2 separate regions of the Mus musculus genome follow, and region 2 is linked to region 1. A link is a contact called in public HiChIP or PLAC-seq data. All regions are on one chromosome and are shown on one strand. Each heading gives the region's core, a stretch centred on a gene start, on an enhancer-like site or on the middle of the called end of the contact. The rest is flanking DNA. Distances are from core to core; before and after follow the strand shown. Region 1 has its middle 27 kb from the start of Gm24240. Region 2 overlaps Eml4 (echinoderm microtubule associated protein like 4).

Region 1 (7,677 bases), core at 1,853-4,352:
CTATATTAGAAATTAAGAGCCAGGCTTGGTAGCTCATACCTGTAAGCACAGCATTTGGGAGGTAGAGGCAGGAGGGTTAGGAGTGTAAGGTCAACCTCGGCTTCATAGAGAGTTCAATGTGTGTAGTCTGGGCTACGGGAAACCATTTCTCAAAAAAGAAAAAATAAATAAATCAAACAAGTCAGGTGGAGTTGGTGTGCTTCTTTAGTCCCAGCACTCAGGAAGAGGAGGCAGAGGCAGAGGCAGAGGCAGAGGCAGAGGCAGAGGCAGAGGCAGAGGCAGAGGCAGAGGCAGAGGCAGAGGCAGAGGCAGAGGCAGAGGCAGAGGCAGAGGCAGAGGCAGAGGCAGAGGCAGAGGCAGAGAGGCAGAGGCAGAGAGGCAGAGGCAGAGAGGCAGAGGCAGAGAGGCAGAGGCAGAGAGGCAGAGGCAGAGAGGCAGAGGCAGAGAGGCAGAGGCAGAGAGGCAGAGGCAGAGAGGCAGAGGCAGAGAGGCAGAGGCAGAGAGGCAGAGGCAGAGGCAGAGGCAGAGGCAGAGGCAGAGGCAGAGGCAGAGGCAGAGGCAGAGGCAGAGGCAGAGGCAGAGGCAGAGGCAGAGGCAGAGGCAGAGGCAGGAGGATCTCTGTGAGTCTGTGGCCACCCTGGCTTACAAAGCAAGTTCCAGGACAGCCAAGGCTACGCGGATAAACCCTGACTCAAAAAACAAAAAACAAACAAACAACAACAACAACCCAACCAACCAACCAAACAAGCAAAACAAAAGTAAGTTGATAAACAAACAAACAAACAAACACAACACAACAATAACAACCACCACGAACCAAACCAAAATGAACAACAGCTAGGTATGGTAGTTGACATCTGTAATCCCAATTCAGAGGGGTGAGAGGAACATTATGAGTTCAATGGATAGAAAAAGTATCGTATGTAACGTAATGAAAAACCACATGCCAATACATTTTAGCAATCTAGAGAAAATTCCCTTACATATTTGAATTATTAAAGCAGATTAAGTAAGATCTAGACAAATGTTTCTTTTTCTTTTTTTTTAAAGATTTATTTATGCATATGAGTACATTGTAGCTATCTTCAGACACACCAGAAGATGGCATTAGATCTCATTACGGATGGTTGTGAGTCACCATGTAGTTGCTGGGATTTGAATTCAGGACCTCTGGAAGAGCAGTCAGTGCTCTTAACTGCTGAGCCATCTCTCCAGCCCTAGACAAATGTTTCTTTCGTGTGGTGTATGCATGTGCTTGTGCCTGTGTGTGCCTGTGCATGGGGGAGCTACAGGTTGAAGGCAGGTGCCTTCCTTGAACCTGCTAACTTTGAACTGAATAAACTTAGTACTATTACATTGAGTAACTAAATTAAATTAATGGTTAAAACCTGCACAAGTGGCCATTAGGGCCATTTAAATGACTACTACTATTATATACATGGTAGAGTGATGGTCTTATGTCAACTTGACTAGTCATCTGAAGAGGGAAACTTAACTGAGACAATGCTTCCTTAAAACTCAACTGTAAGGTATTTTCTTAATTAGTTATTGATAGGGGAGGACCCAGCCCATTGTGGTGGTGACACCTCTAGGCTGGTGGTCCTGGGCTCCATAAGAAAGCAGGCTGAGCAAGCCATGGGGAGCAAGTCAGTAAGCAGCTGCCCTCCATGGCCTCTCCATCAGCTCCTGCCTCCAGGCTCCTTCCATGTTTGAGGTCCTTTACTGACTTTATTTGATGATGAACAGTGATACAGCAAAGTTTAGCCTAAGCCAAATAAACCCTTTCCTCTTTGTTTGTTTGTTTGTTTGTTTGTTTTTTGATCATGGTGCTTCATTGAAGCAATAGAAACATTAACTAAAACAGGTGGCTAGGGCTGAGGAGATGCCTCAGTGGTTAAGAGAACCACTTTGTTCTTCCAAAGGTCCTGATTCAAATCCCAGCAACCATATGGTGACTCACAAGCATCTGTAATGGGATCTGCTGCCATCTTCTGTCATTCAGGCATACATGTAAATAAAGCACTCATATACATAAATAAACCTTAAGTAAGAGAAATATCAGCATATCAGCTTCCAGAGGGCTCGTGGAGTGACTGAAACTCATTCACACTTGCTGGGCAAGTGAAATGGTACAACTACTTTGAAAAACAGTTTGGCAGTTTCTCTAAAAAAATAAAAATAAACTTATGGCTGGGCAGTGATGGTGGGCACTTTTAATCCTAGCACTTGGGAGGCAGAGGCAGGCAGATTTCTGAGTTGGAGTCTAGCCTAATCTACAGAGCTAGTTCCAGACCAGTCAGGGATATACAGAGAAAAATCCTGTCACAAACAAACAAACAAATAAAAGTAAATATACTTATCATTGCCACATCTTCATATTTACTTGGAACTTAAATTTTTTCAAAGTCTACCTTTTTAAAAAAAGATTCATTTATTATTGTATGTAAGTACACTGTAGCTGTATTTAGACACACCAGAAGAGGGCACCAGATCTCATTACAGATGGTTGATGGGATTTGAACTCAGGACCTTTGGAAGAGCAGTCAGTGCTCTTAACCACTGAGCTATCTCTCCAGCCCCAAAGTTTACTTTAAATGATGGCTCTTACATGCTTTAACTTCCCTTCTAGCCTGCTACCCAACAGAGGTAGTGGAAAAGAGAGGAAACAAGGGAAGTGGACCTGTTTAGAAATGGTCCTTTGGAGCAAATACCATCTGAGCCGTCAGGAAACCAGCACAGGTCAGCAGCAGCAGCAGCTTGATACACTCACAAACACTTCATGGATATACCAGCAGTCCAGTCCCAGTAATGTCTGGATGGCAAACATGAAGCAGCCGTGGTGGCACTACCTAGCAGAGACAGCCAGGCCTTAGCAGAATTAGCATGAATCAGCAGGAGGAACCAAGACCAACAGGAACGCCAGAAAGCGAAGATCAGTTAAGATGCAAGAAGAAGAAGAAGCTATGTACAGCTGGCTCTATAAGCAAGGCAGGCGCCTCTCCCTGGCCTTTGAGTCCTAGTTATACTCCCCCCAAACATCCCGTGTCCTCCACCAGTCTTGCCTCACCACAGGAGTCTGTCTCAGCTGACATCACTCTGCCAATCAGCTGGAGTCTGCAGAATTGGCAAAAAGCTGCAGTGCACCACCACCAGTTTTTTGAGGCAGGTCTCTCTATGGAGTCCTGACAAAAGGAGCTCAGCTACACAGTGTAAGGTGGAGCAATACAGGAGTGTTGTTAGCAAAGTCTTTCACCACATGTCCTTTCACATGCTTGTTTTAGCAGAACATCCTTTCGCCTGTGTCCACTTCAGGAAAACACTCCTTCATGTGTTCGCCCCAGCAAAACACCATCCAACACAACTTTCCAAAGAACCCTTAAGTTTCTACTTCATTTACTCAAATGTTAGAAAATGAACACATCTTTATCTGTACATGAGGGTTTTTAGTACATTACTCATAACTGTCCCAAAGGAGAATCATTCCAAATGTGTTTCAGCAGCAAACGGTCACACCAACTGTAGCATTGTACAATGACATATTAGCAACAAAAGGACATACGTTGAATACCTGTAATATGGGTAAACCTCAGAAAAATTACACAGATGGAAAGAGGTCAGTAAGGTAACCCCTACCTCCCCCAAACCTGTACACCAATAAGATGGTTCCATTTCTATAGCATCCTAGAAAATGAAATGAATCTATAGTGAAGTAAAGCAGGTCAGAGGTTGTGGACAGGGTAGGGAGGCACAGCAGCGAAGCGTAAGACAACCTGGAGCAGAGCACGGTTTTTAAAAAAGCTGGGGTGGGGGGATTAGAGAGATGGCTTAGTGGTTAAGAGCACTGACTGCTCTTCCGAAGGTCAAATCCCAGCAACCACATGGTGGCTCACAACCATCCATAATGAGATCTGATGCCCTCTTCTGGAGTGTCTGAAGACAGCTTACAGTGTATCACAAATGTATAATAATAAATTAAAAAAAAAAAAAGCTGGGTGTGGGAGTAGGTAGAAATGGGTGGGTCTCTGAGGCTTGATGACCTAACCAAAATTGGCAAGCTCTAGGCCAATGAAAAGACCTTGTCCCAAAAAATAAGTGGGTGGGTGTCACCCAAGGAATAACACCTGGTACACAAAGACACAGATGGACAGACAGATAGACAGACAGACAGACAGACACAGGCTAGGCAGGCGATTCCACCATGTAGCTAAATTGGGGGGGGGCGGGCTCTCTAGAACACGCACACAATCACTCTCCAAAGTCCTTCAGCTTCTGCTCAAAAGTTGAGCTGCCATCAACCCGCAGAGAGTGGTCTCCTGTAAGAGCCCGCCCAGCCCTGCTGTGAGCGTGAAGCACACAGGGCGGCTACAGAATGAAAGTTCCAATCCTCTGGGCACGTCACTGTAGCATTTCCAAGGCATTCGTTTCAGGTCCTAGGGAAGCACTAGATAAAAAAGTTCCTACTCGGAAATGAAGTACAGCCAGAGCCTCAAGCCTTTAAGCTCCTAGAGTCGTAAATCATCTACAGTGCTGAGACAATTTTGGATCTGATAAGACTCCTCTTCCCTTCCATGGGCTAAGCTTCTGTACAGCTCTTGCTCTGTCCATGGCTGCTATCCGAATCCATTGTGGGCTTCCTTTCCTCTGACCCGATCTTCAGTGCTTCTAAGAATAGATACTCAAATGGATTGACAAGGTTGTTGCCTTTGTGAGCAAAATGAGACTCCCTTAAATAAGCTTATCTCCTCTTTCCTCTCAAGGACTCAAAAAGGTTACTCTAAAACACTCTGACATTGGCCGGGTGAAGCTGGCCTATCCGTGTGTCCGGTTTTGCTAAGAGGCAGGGGGATGACTTAGAGTAGCATACTTTAACCCTCTGTGTGCTTATGAATCACCCAGAGATCCTAGCTGTGAGGCACTCAAGAGTATGGTGGACCCAAGACTGCATGGGGACTGCTTTTCCCAGGAGGCACCGATGCAGCTAGTTGAATCTTAAGGCAAGTGACCTTCTAGAGTCATCTCAGGGACACCATGAAGCAACATTATGACCCTCAATTGAAAAAAGATCATTCAAATCAAAGTGAGGCAACTTCTTAGCACTGCCTTCAATTACCCAGTCAAGAATTCTCTTCCTTATGTAAATATATGCTCATTCATTTGATAAGAAGAAGAACCCACTTGCTGGGCATTGTCCAGCATGGGTACCTGAGTTCAGATCTCCAGAATCCACCTAACAACGGCCCAGGACATACACAGACATCTGCAACTCCAGAGGTTGGTGGGGATGGAGACTGGCAGACCCTGCGGGTTTACTGCCCAGACAGCCTGGCTGAGCCGGCTGGAGCTCCAGGTTCTGTGAGAGACTCTGTCTCAATAAGTGAGATGGAGAACAATAGAAAAGATGCCTAACACCAACCTCTGCCCTTCACACACACACACACACACACACACACACACACACACACACACACACACACAGGCCTGGGCACCTGCATGCGCAGACACACGGAAGTGCAGTTGGTTAGATTCTTACCCTTTTTCTGGAGAGTCTTTGTAACAACATTTGTGTGTGTGTGTGTGTGTGTGTGTGTGTGTGTGTGTGTGTTTGTGGTCTATTCAGTTACCCCAATCCAAGCCACCTTAACTCTTGCTGCATCCAGCCACTTCTTGTGTGTATTCGATTTCATTCACTTTCAAAAGGCATGAGATATTGAGACGGGAGCCACTTAATGCTAAGTTCATCATCTAGCTATTGTTTTCAGTCCTTGTGACAAATGGGCTGATCTCTTTCCCAGATAGTGGCAGGATCATGTTGCACATCTTGAATTTTCCTCTTTTCGAGGCAAAGATAAGTACTAGAAACAGCAGCAGTCGCTACCGGTGATTTAGAGTCACAGTGAAATATGTGGAAATGAGTTGCAGGACGGTCTCAAGGTGTGGTCATGAATCTTCCAGGGGAGGCTGTCTGTGGCACTGGCTGAGTTCCCCCACTCCTGACAATACCCTCTGCTTTGTAAGTCAAATTGCATGGATTTTTTCAAATTAAATACTTGATTTTTGAAAAGGAATGAAATAGCTTAGTTCTACCTAAAACTGATGAAGCTAAACAAACACATTACACACACACATACACACAAACACACATACATACACACACACATACACACACACACACACACATATACACACACACACAAACACACATACACACACAAACACACATACACACATAAACACACATACATACTCACACACGTACACACACACAAACACACATACACACACACACACAAACACACATACATACACACACACACATACACACATACACAAACACACATACACACACACAAACACACATACACACACAAACACACATACACACATACACACACACAAACACACATACATACACACACATACACACATACACACACATACATATACACACATGTATGATACATTTGTAAATTTAAGAACAGACTCTTAATGTGTTTATATTTCAATCAAAAATATTTTTCAAATTATTTTTATTTTATATACATTAGTGTTCTGCCTTCATGTATCTGGTTTTGTTTTTGTTTTTGTTTTTGTTTTTTTGATACAGGGGTTCTCCATGTGGTCCTGGCTGTCCTGGAACTCACTCTGTAGACCAGGCTGGCTTCGAACCTAGAAATATGCCTGCCTCTGCCTAGCAAGTGCTGGAATTAAAGGCGTGCGCCACCACTGTCTAGCCTACATGTATCTGTTGGATCCCTTGGAACTAGAGTTACAGATAAGTGTGAATTTCCATGTGGATGCTGGGAATTGAACTTGGATCCTTTGGAGGAGCAGTTAGTGCCCTCCAGGGCTAGAGAGATGGCTCAGTAGTTAAGAGCACTGGCTGCTTTTTCAGAGGACCCGAATTCAGTTCCCAGCACCCACCTGACAGCTCACAACCATCTATAGCTCCAGTTACCCGGGGATCCAATGCCCTGCTTAAAAGCCTTAAAAGATACCAGGCGTGCATGTAGTGCACAGACATACGTGCAGGCAAAACATCCCCACACAGAAAATAAATAAATAAATAAATAAAGAAAGAAAGAAAACTTCCTCTGCTTTTGTGTTAAAAAGAACCAAGAGGGGGAAAAAAACAGAAAAAAGAAAAATAAAAAAATAAAAGAAAGAATACGAAAACAAAGTCTTGCTGTAACAGGTGACTTCCTTTCTTCATTTGTCTTGCTGGTTAAATGAACACAGGATTTCCAGTGACGATAACTGAGAGGAAGGAACTCGTGAAGGTTGAGCCTAAGTCCATGTCCGTAGCTCCATACTCCTGTCCAGGAATCCTTATGATGGGATTACAAGGGCAATTTTCAGTCTTTCCAGCGTGTATATATACATTTTCCTTCCAGAAGAGTAAGAACTGCCCCGCTGGAATGGTTGTGCTGACAAGTGGTTCAGTCTCATGGTGGCAGAAGGAGAGCTGGGGTGAGCTGTCTGACTGTAGCTGGGTGAAGTTTGGGATGTTTTGGTTGTTGTTTATTGCCAGAAAATTTAAAGGACAAAGGGTGTGGGGTATTGATTGGTCTGGACTGACTAACACCTGCTGGTAGCTGATGTTTTACACTTGGTCTGCTTGGTGCCTAAGAAGCCCATGGCCAGCTGCTCCCCACTCTTTTCCTGGTCTGTTTGTCTTTC
Region 2 (7,677 bases), core at 3,436-5,935, 100 kb before region 1:
GCTTCACCTGGGTGTGGGAGGCAACAAAAGGAAAGGACTCAGCTTCCTAACAAGAAAGCAGAGAAGGGGTCTTCAGAGCCCAAGAGTGCCATGACAACAGAGGACGTTTGTAAGCCTGCACACGAAATCCTCCAAGCTAGGCTTTCCAAAGGGAAAGGATGATCAATGCCCAGTGTCCATGTTGGCCCACACATATATGCATGTATACATGTGTAAGTTAGCATATAAACTGAGCTGTTGAACTCTTCTTCCTCTCCCATCTCTCTGCTTGCTCTGATTACTTGTAACCATCTCTTTGGGAATGTGTGAGAGTCTCTAGAGCAGGGACTCGGAAACTAACTGCTCTGTTCCACAAAGGGGAAAAAAACGTTTTTTGTTTTGTTTTGTTTTGTTTTGTTTTTTAAAAAGTGAACAATGGGAGTCTCAACAAAAAGCAGACATTTTTAAATGGAAATTTTAGAAATGAAAATAATTCTTTAGTATCACAGGAGTTGAAGAAAGAGAATAACAACTATAAAGAAAAGAGAGTAAACTTATCAGAGGACATCACTTAACCTCAACACAAAGGAAAAAAGTAAACCTAACATCAGGCTTAGTATTTGTGCCCCCGTGTCTCCATGGATGAAGAGTCTGGGGGGCAGAGGTGGATCTACATAGTGGCTAGACTTCCCAAACTGTTAAGTTAAAATTTACAAATTCATTTAAATTGGGTGTACTGAAAGCCTGCAATCATATGCAAAAATATATACATAAAGCAGACTAAAACACAAAGGCAAAGTTATAAAATGTCAGTTATATAAAGTATGTTCATATGCTCTAAGCAGGAAGACGCACATGAACAAGGTACAGAAAGGACAAGTGTTCCCACCAGGACAGACTGGCGCTTAACTACACTAGGATTCAGAATGCAAACCAACAGGGCAATCTGCAAATAGGAAACAGGCAGATGTAGCACACAACACCCCTGAAGGAACAGCATCCCAGATAAACAATTCCTATAAATCAGTTTTTAAAGATCTTACAGAAAAACTGGCAAAAGCCTGAACACAGAAAAGGAACTATTACAAATGACCAATGAAAAAAACGGGCTGAGGTTTGAGTACATAGATCTTGGTGAGGAAAATTGCAACCGTACCAAATACTATTTTACGCATATCTGTGCAGGGTGGGAGTGATTTTCTCTTCTATAAAAGATAGGGTGAGATGAACAGATTATATTTATTTTTTTATGTGTGATAATGTAATTACTTTTGCAAATTAAATTCCAAAAAGAAAGAAATGAAGTTGTATTCCCAAAGAGCCCTGAGATTTTATAGCATACAAATAAGAAAATTGGGAGGATTTTTAAAAAAATCATAGTTGTTAATAATATGACCCTTAGATCTATTATGTGTCTATTTTTAAAAAAGTCCATCTATGAGAAGACATACAATATAAATTGCCAGGCTGACTTCAAATTCAGAGACCTACCAGTCTCTATCTCCTTAAGAGCTGAGATTAAAGGTGTGTGCCATCACTCCTGGCTAAAATGCCAGACAGAAGAGTAATGGCAGATTACACAAGAACACTAGAAATGTCCAGAGTAAGAACTTGGAGAAACCATTAAAACAGCACATACAGTTTAACAACTGTACAGCCCAAATGACAGTCAGCAGGTGTTAATCAAATAAGTCACTATATTGTGGCATGCCACACAGATCATAAAAAGGCCAGTGCATATTTATAATCACAAACATATGCTGACTACAGAACGAACACACTGTAGAGGAAACCCTGCAGCTCAGCATCAATGCTGTAGTGTCTGTCTGTGCAGAGTGGTTTCAGTTGGTAAACACACGGAAATGCAGGAACAAGTCTCTGGGAAATAGGATTTCAGAGAATTTTCAGATGAATTTCCTATAAAAAAAATGTAAGCAAAGTAATTTTTTGTTTGTGGTTTTAGGAGATGGTTTCTCTCTATGTAGCCTTGACTATCCAGGAACTCTGTAGATCAGGCTAGCCTCAAACTCACAAAGATCCACCTGCCTCTGTCACCCAAGTGCTGGGATTAAAGGAGTGTGCAAGCACCACCCTGCCACACACACAAAAAAGTTTTGTAAAGAGTACTTTTGAGGTCCTCCTGCTCACAGATAAGGACTAGAGAAACCAGGGCTGTTGAGCACACGGCTGGTCTCTTCAACAGGAGGATACATAGGCATGCCTTCCACCCAGGAGGCTGGGAATAGATAGCTCAGGGATCCCAGATTAGTACGTTTATCCCAGACTCTCCCTCCCCAGAGCTTTATCTTAAGCGCTGTTTCTTAGACAATACACCACCCTTAGTAGGGAATGTCACGTGATAGCCTGCTCTCCTCTAAGCTGTCTCAGTCAGACAGCACACCAGATCCCAGGCCCTTACAGAACCCATCTTCACTCTACAAGTCAAATGTGCTTGACAAAAGAGTTTTACACTTTAAGTTTTTTTGTGAACGTGGGGTTGAGATCATTGTTACCAGGAAACTTTTCTCCCAAACTGTACTGTACTGTACTTAAATATGTCTAAGATTAACTGTCTAGTGTCAAGACTGGAAGTTTGAACTAGCACCAGCTACTGAGGAGCGCTGACCAGGGTCTCCTTCTTGCACAGAGAATCCTTCCTCTGCTGGCATGAGGCTTGGAGGGACCCCAAAGAGTAAAGTAAAATTATGTTATGGACTTTTTTGTTCAATTAAGTGAAAATCCTTCTGTAAACTTATAAATATGATATTCAATGCATATTACCAGTAACGAGAGGTATGGAATCATTACAAAGTACTCCAAGGCCTTCAAATACCTCCTCTTAAAGACACAACAAAATCTATAACTAATTTGCCAGTTAGTGGAACAGGGGGAAAAAAGGAGAAAGAGATACAGAAGTTTGTTTTTTCCCTACTGGCAGAGGCACTTCTTCATCACCCAGCAACTTACCTTTATTGTTTGACTATTAACCGGACTGGGTTGTCATTAAATACGTCTGCAGAGAGTCAGAAATGATGTAACTCTATATCAAAGAGTCAATGCCAATTTGCATTCTGCAATAGCTAAGATTAATTCCAGGAAATAACTGTAAGGAAAGCGTGCGCGCGCGCGCGCACACACACACACACACACACACACACACACACACACACACACACACACCACACACACACACACACACATACAGCACTGGTTGCTCTTCCAGAGGTCCTGAGTTCAATTCCCAGAAACCTCATGGTGGCTCATCTGTAATAAGATCTTCAGGTGTGTCTTAAGACAGCCACAGTGTACTCATACACATAAAATAAACAAATTTAAAAACAAAACAACAAACCAAAGGAAAAGGTCTATGCTGGAAACACAAATGCACATATAGACACACTCGGGCAGGGTTTAATGTTTCTTACTAATCTGAATATCTTATTTCCGAAGTAAAAATCTTCTAGAAGAAGAGTTTTTAACTAAATAATATTTTAAAACTCAGGTATTTTAAATTTGTAGTAATCAGTAATATTCATTACCTCTGTTTAACAATACAATGATAACAAAAGCAAGACTCCTTTCTGATTTTGAAAGTGAAATAATACTTTGGGTGGTTTAAATAAGGATGGTCCCCACAGGCTCATATATTTGAATACTTAGTTACCATGGGGTGACACTACTTAGGAGGTGTGGCCTTGCTGGAGGACCAGGTGCTCTCAGCTTCTTTTCCAGCACCTGCCTGCATGCTATCACACTCCCCACCATGAGCATAATTGACTAAACCTCTGAGACAGTACGGAAGCCCCTCATTCCAAGCTTTCTTTCAGAAGAGTTGTTTTGGCCATGGTTCACAGCAACAGAACACTGAGACACACTTATCTACTTTAAAAAAGACTGCTTTTCCCTTGTAAGCTATTGTCACTAAAAGTCATCTAGCATATAACACAAAAAATTGTGTTTAAGAAAATGAAAAAGGGGGATGGAGAGATGACTCAGCAGTTAGGAGCATTGGTTGCTCTTCCAGAGGTCCCCGAGTTCAATTCCCAGCAATCATGCGGTGGCTTGCAACCAATTACAATGGGATCTGATGCCCCGTCTTCTGGCACATAGGTATAATTGCAGATAGAGCATACATACATAAAACAAATAAATATCTTAATTAAAAAAAAAACATGAAAAAAGGTCATTTTACTACTGTAATCCAAGGATGGTACCTAGTTTCAAAAAAATAGTAACTATTCTATCATTAATCCAATACAAAATTTAAAATATGTGCAGATAATTCTGTTTCCATGAGGGCTTTGGTTGGACCTGACTGAGGATGAAATATACAATCTGATTTTTTAGGAGGCACTATTTTAAATTGCTGTCCACGAAAAGCTAGTGCTTTCTATTCTTTTCTCAAGGATAATAGTACATTACATAACTAACTTATGTAATATATTATTCTTGAGAAAGGATTAATATCTAATTAATATCTAAGAAGAGTATGCTTCTTAGGAGAAGAAAACCGTGTAGCACACACTTGTTATAAAGTGAGCAGTTTTAAGTACTCAGAGCACTTAGGCCAACACTTATGCCATTCTTTTCGGGCACACTTAAGAGTGCAGGGAAGAACAGGATCTTGATTAGTCCCCACCTCCAGCCTCTTTTGTTCAAGCAAGTCAAGTGTGACAGACAGGACTCTTCTACATACAGGAATCACACACTGAAGCCACTGGCAAGCTGTCTTCCGCTCTTAGCATTTCTGCCTGTTTCCTGCTGCCTTTCCGGACACTGCAAGAAAACCCCAGCTCAAAATCTCACGACATACTTGACATTCTGAGGAAATCCTCTCCATCCAGATGGCCTATCACAAAGCCCATCTAGGCTGACACAAGTAAAACATGCTTAAGACAGTCCCTCTCCTGTCCCTTTGCTCTCTGAGCTAAAAGTTTTCTGCTCATTGATAAAGTGACACAAAGAAGCTGAAGGAGAGCAAGCAAACAGGAAACAGAACTGCCTCAGGCCACAGAGACAGCTAACAGACGTGATTGCCACAGCCATGCGCTGGCTTGAGGCTGGTTGGAGGCTTGGGTGCTTCAGCTGCTCCTCATCCACAGCTTCAAATCCAAACCCAAGTTCTCCTTCTTCTGAAACTGCAACACAGTACCATTTCTATAAATACCACTTCAGAAGTACAAAAGTGATCATTTTTTTGGGTAGGAAATAAAAATAAACACTGTGCGTGCAGTGGCAGGTCACACTTCCTTCTTCCTTTTGCTTTTGTTTAAAATGAAACCCACTTGGAGCATAAAGAATAATCACTTTTCATTAATTTTAAAACCTAAATATTTAGACTATATATGATATAACCATTTCACTAATAAACATAATTAAGTCATTTTCAAAATTATTTTAAAATGTTACAAGCTATAGTAGTATCAATTAATCTATAAGATAAAACAATTCACGACTGCTTGTATACACTCATTTTAAACCATTGATGCTGACAAGTAACGTAAAGTCAGAGATATTTCAGTCTGTCTCACACCATGTAAAGCCAGGTGACAATGAATATAATGGTTTTTTTTTCATGTGAGAGGCTGTTATTACAGAGGCACCTCTGAAGGGGGGGGGGGAGTGGTGGTGAGGGGAAGAAGTGAGGAAGGGAGAAAGAGTTACAATGTATTTTTTGTGTGAGCACTTCTGAAGTCAACTAAACAACAGATTCACAAAAAAGTATTGAAGGTGGCAGAGGATTTTCTTCAATTTGTTACTTTAAAACTTTGTATTTACAAAAAACCTATACCAACCCAAAATAAACACAAGTAATATGACTGCTATAAACACATTCACACACAAAAAAATAGTTAATAAATGAACCGTAACCCAAACGGAACATGCAGAGCTGTGAAGGAGAGGAGACTACACAGGATCAATGAATCTGTAAGCTGATAGAAGTGGAATGTGGAAAACCACCTACATTTATTTCCAATAACCTTGTGGGAAAGTGGGAGCCTTTAAAAGAGTATTCTACAATAAGAATTCAGAAAGCAACTGTTCTGATTAACAACTGGTACAGATCATCAATAGGTAAGCAATGGAGAGACTAATGAGACTTAAGTGAGCTGCGGAGTGCGTCTGAGTCATCACAAATTAGGAAGCCTTCAGATTCTTAATAATGATTCCCAGGGAGCCAGAAGCAGTTGTATGTTAACTTTAACCTCCCAATTTCAGCTGGTTCTATAGTTCTTTAAACTGCATGATGACAGCCTCTTGAAGTTAAGAAGTGCTTTCTATCTAGGATTAGCAAAACCACTTCTTTCTCTTCTGCAGTATGACACAACCAACCTTTTTCTCCACATCAATTTGATAAGATAAGAGTACTAATAATTTACTTATAGATTATATTAGATTGGTAATTCTTTCTTCTCAAATAAATCTGAGTTTGGGCCAGAAAGCTAGGCTCCTACTCTTAGTTACTATGTTTGAGAACTATCTACTATCTACTTTGTTGGACATCCCTCCTGAAAGACCTATACAAACTCTTTCAAGTATATGAATACTGTATCTAAAAGTTGTTCAAGATGCCAAAGAAAAGGGCTGGTCTAGTGGCAGAGTATGGCATAGCACTAATTAGACTGATTGTGGATCAAAAGAAAAGGAGAAGTGGGCAGTGAAGGAAGAGGGGAAAGGAATGAGGGAAGGAAACCCAGGAGAAAGGAGGGAGAGCTGGAAACAGTGGCAAGAGAACAGGAGAAGAGGAAGAGAAGGAACAGAGGAAAGGGAGGAAGAGAGGGGAGGTAAGACGAGAGAAGGAAGAAGAAGGGGACAAGGTGCTGAAAGGAACTGTGACAGTTAGTTGCATGGTCATCACTGGAGACAAACCCTCTGGATGCCGGCATTTCTAAGCTGAGCTGACACAGGAAGACCCTTCTTCCCTGAGTGTAGGTGGAGCTACTTACACTCCATGGGCTGGGGTTCAGGATTAAATAAAAGGGAACAAGTAGACTTGAGTATCAACACTTCCCCCTGCTTCCTGGTTGTAGATGCAATGTGACCAGCTACTTCAAGATACTGTCATCATGCCTTTCCCACCATGACAGACCATAACGTCACATCAGGAACCCAAATAAACCCTGATTTTCACAAGCTGCTTTTGTACCAGAACCTAAAATGTTTTCATCCCCAGCAATCTGCTCATTAGAAATGAGAAATGAAAAGTGTAGTGCTAATACCCTACAGTGACGTGAGAGACTGGAACAGTCTCTTCCTCCCTGTCACCACAGACAGAGTCAGCTAAGGAAAGATCAGCAGAAGAATAACACATCTACTTAATCAACTTAATGTGAAAGAAGACCTTCATACCGAAGAGTCAAAGGCCCAAGGAAAACTCTTTTTTAATGAAGAATATACCCCGTCATTATGCTATTGGATGAAAAGGGTACGAGCTGAATGTAGCAAAGCCCATCCTTCTTTGTCTTAGGCCGGCCGGCCTGCCTGCCTGCCTGCCTGCCTGCCTGCCTGCCTGCCTTCCAGGTATATGACGGGATCACTTTGGAATAAGAGTCTTGTTATCTACTATGAAGTAAGATTGGCCAGAATTTCTCCATGGTCAGATCTTATACAGAAAGGTGGGGAGAAAGTTACAGGTAATTATAAGCATTATGGGCTGCTTTGGAGAAAGGGGATTAGTCCTAGTTTTCCCTTTTTTGT

The links. HiChIP or PLAC-seq counts read pairs in DNA pulled down with a chosen protein or histone mark.
Region 2: a contact with region 1 is called in an H3K27ac HiChIP or PLAC-seq map of microglia, with 3 times the contacts expected there. The contact joins two enhancer-like sites. A contact is called at or near these places in 1 of 39 promoter capture datasets (liver), 7 of 484 Hi-C or Micro-C datasets (B cells, CD8 T cells, embryonic stem cells and 4 more) and 4 of 115 datasets of contacts at active chromatin or transcription factors (the HPC-7 cell line, bone marrow-derived macrophages, microglia and 1 more).

The regions. Positions count from the first base shown.
Region 1 is chr17:83,292,861-83,300,537 of GRCm38.p6, reverse strand. No RefSeq gene overlaps it. Among named protein-coding and RNA genes, the nearest start is that of Gm24240, 27 kb to the right of the region's middle. Within about 2 kb of position 3,102, at least 12 of the 459 cell types and tissues checked have an H3K27ac peak or open chromatin away from gene starts, as enhancers often do. A contact at or near this core is called in microglia, where this site is marked.
Region 2 is chr17:83,394,954-83,402,630 of GRCm38.p6, reverse strand. The region is part of intron 1 of Eml4 (echinoderm microtubule associated protein like 4); the gene reads right to left. Among named protein-coding and RNA genes, the nearest start is that of Eml4, 48 kb to the right of the region's middle. Within about 2 kb of position 4,685, at least 147 of the 459 cell types and tissues checked have an H3K27ac peak or open chromatin away from gene starts, as enhancers often do. A contact at or near this core is called in microglia, where this site is marked.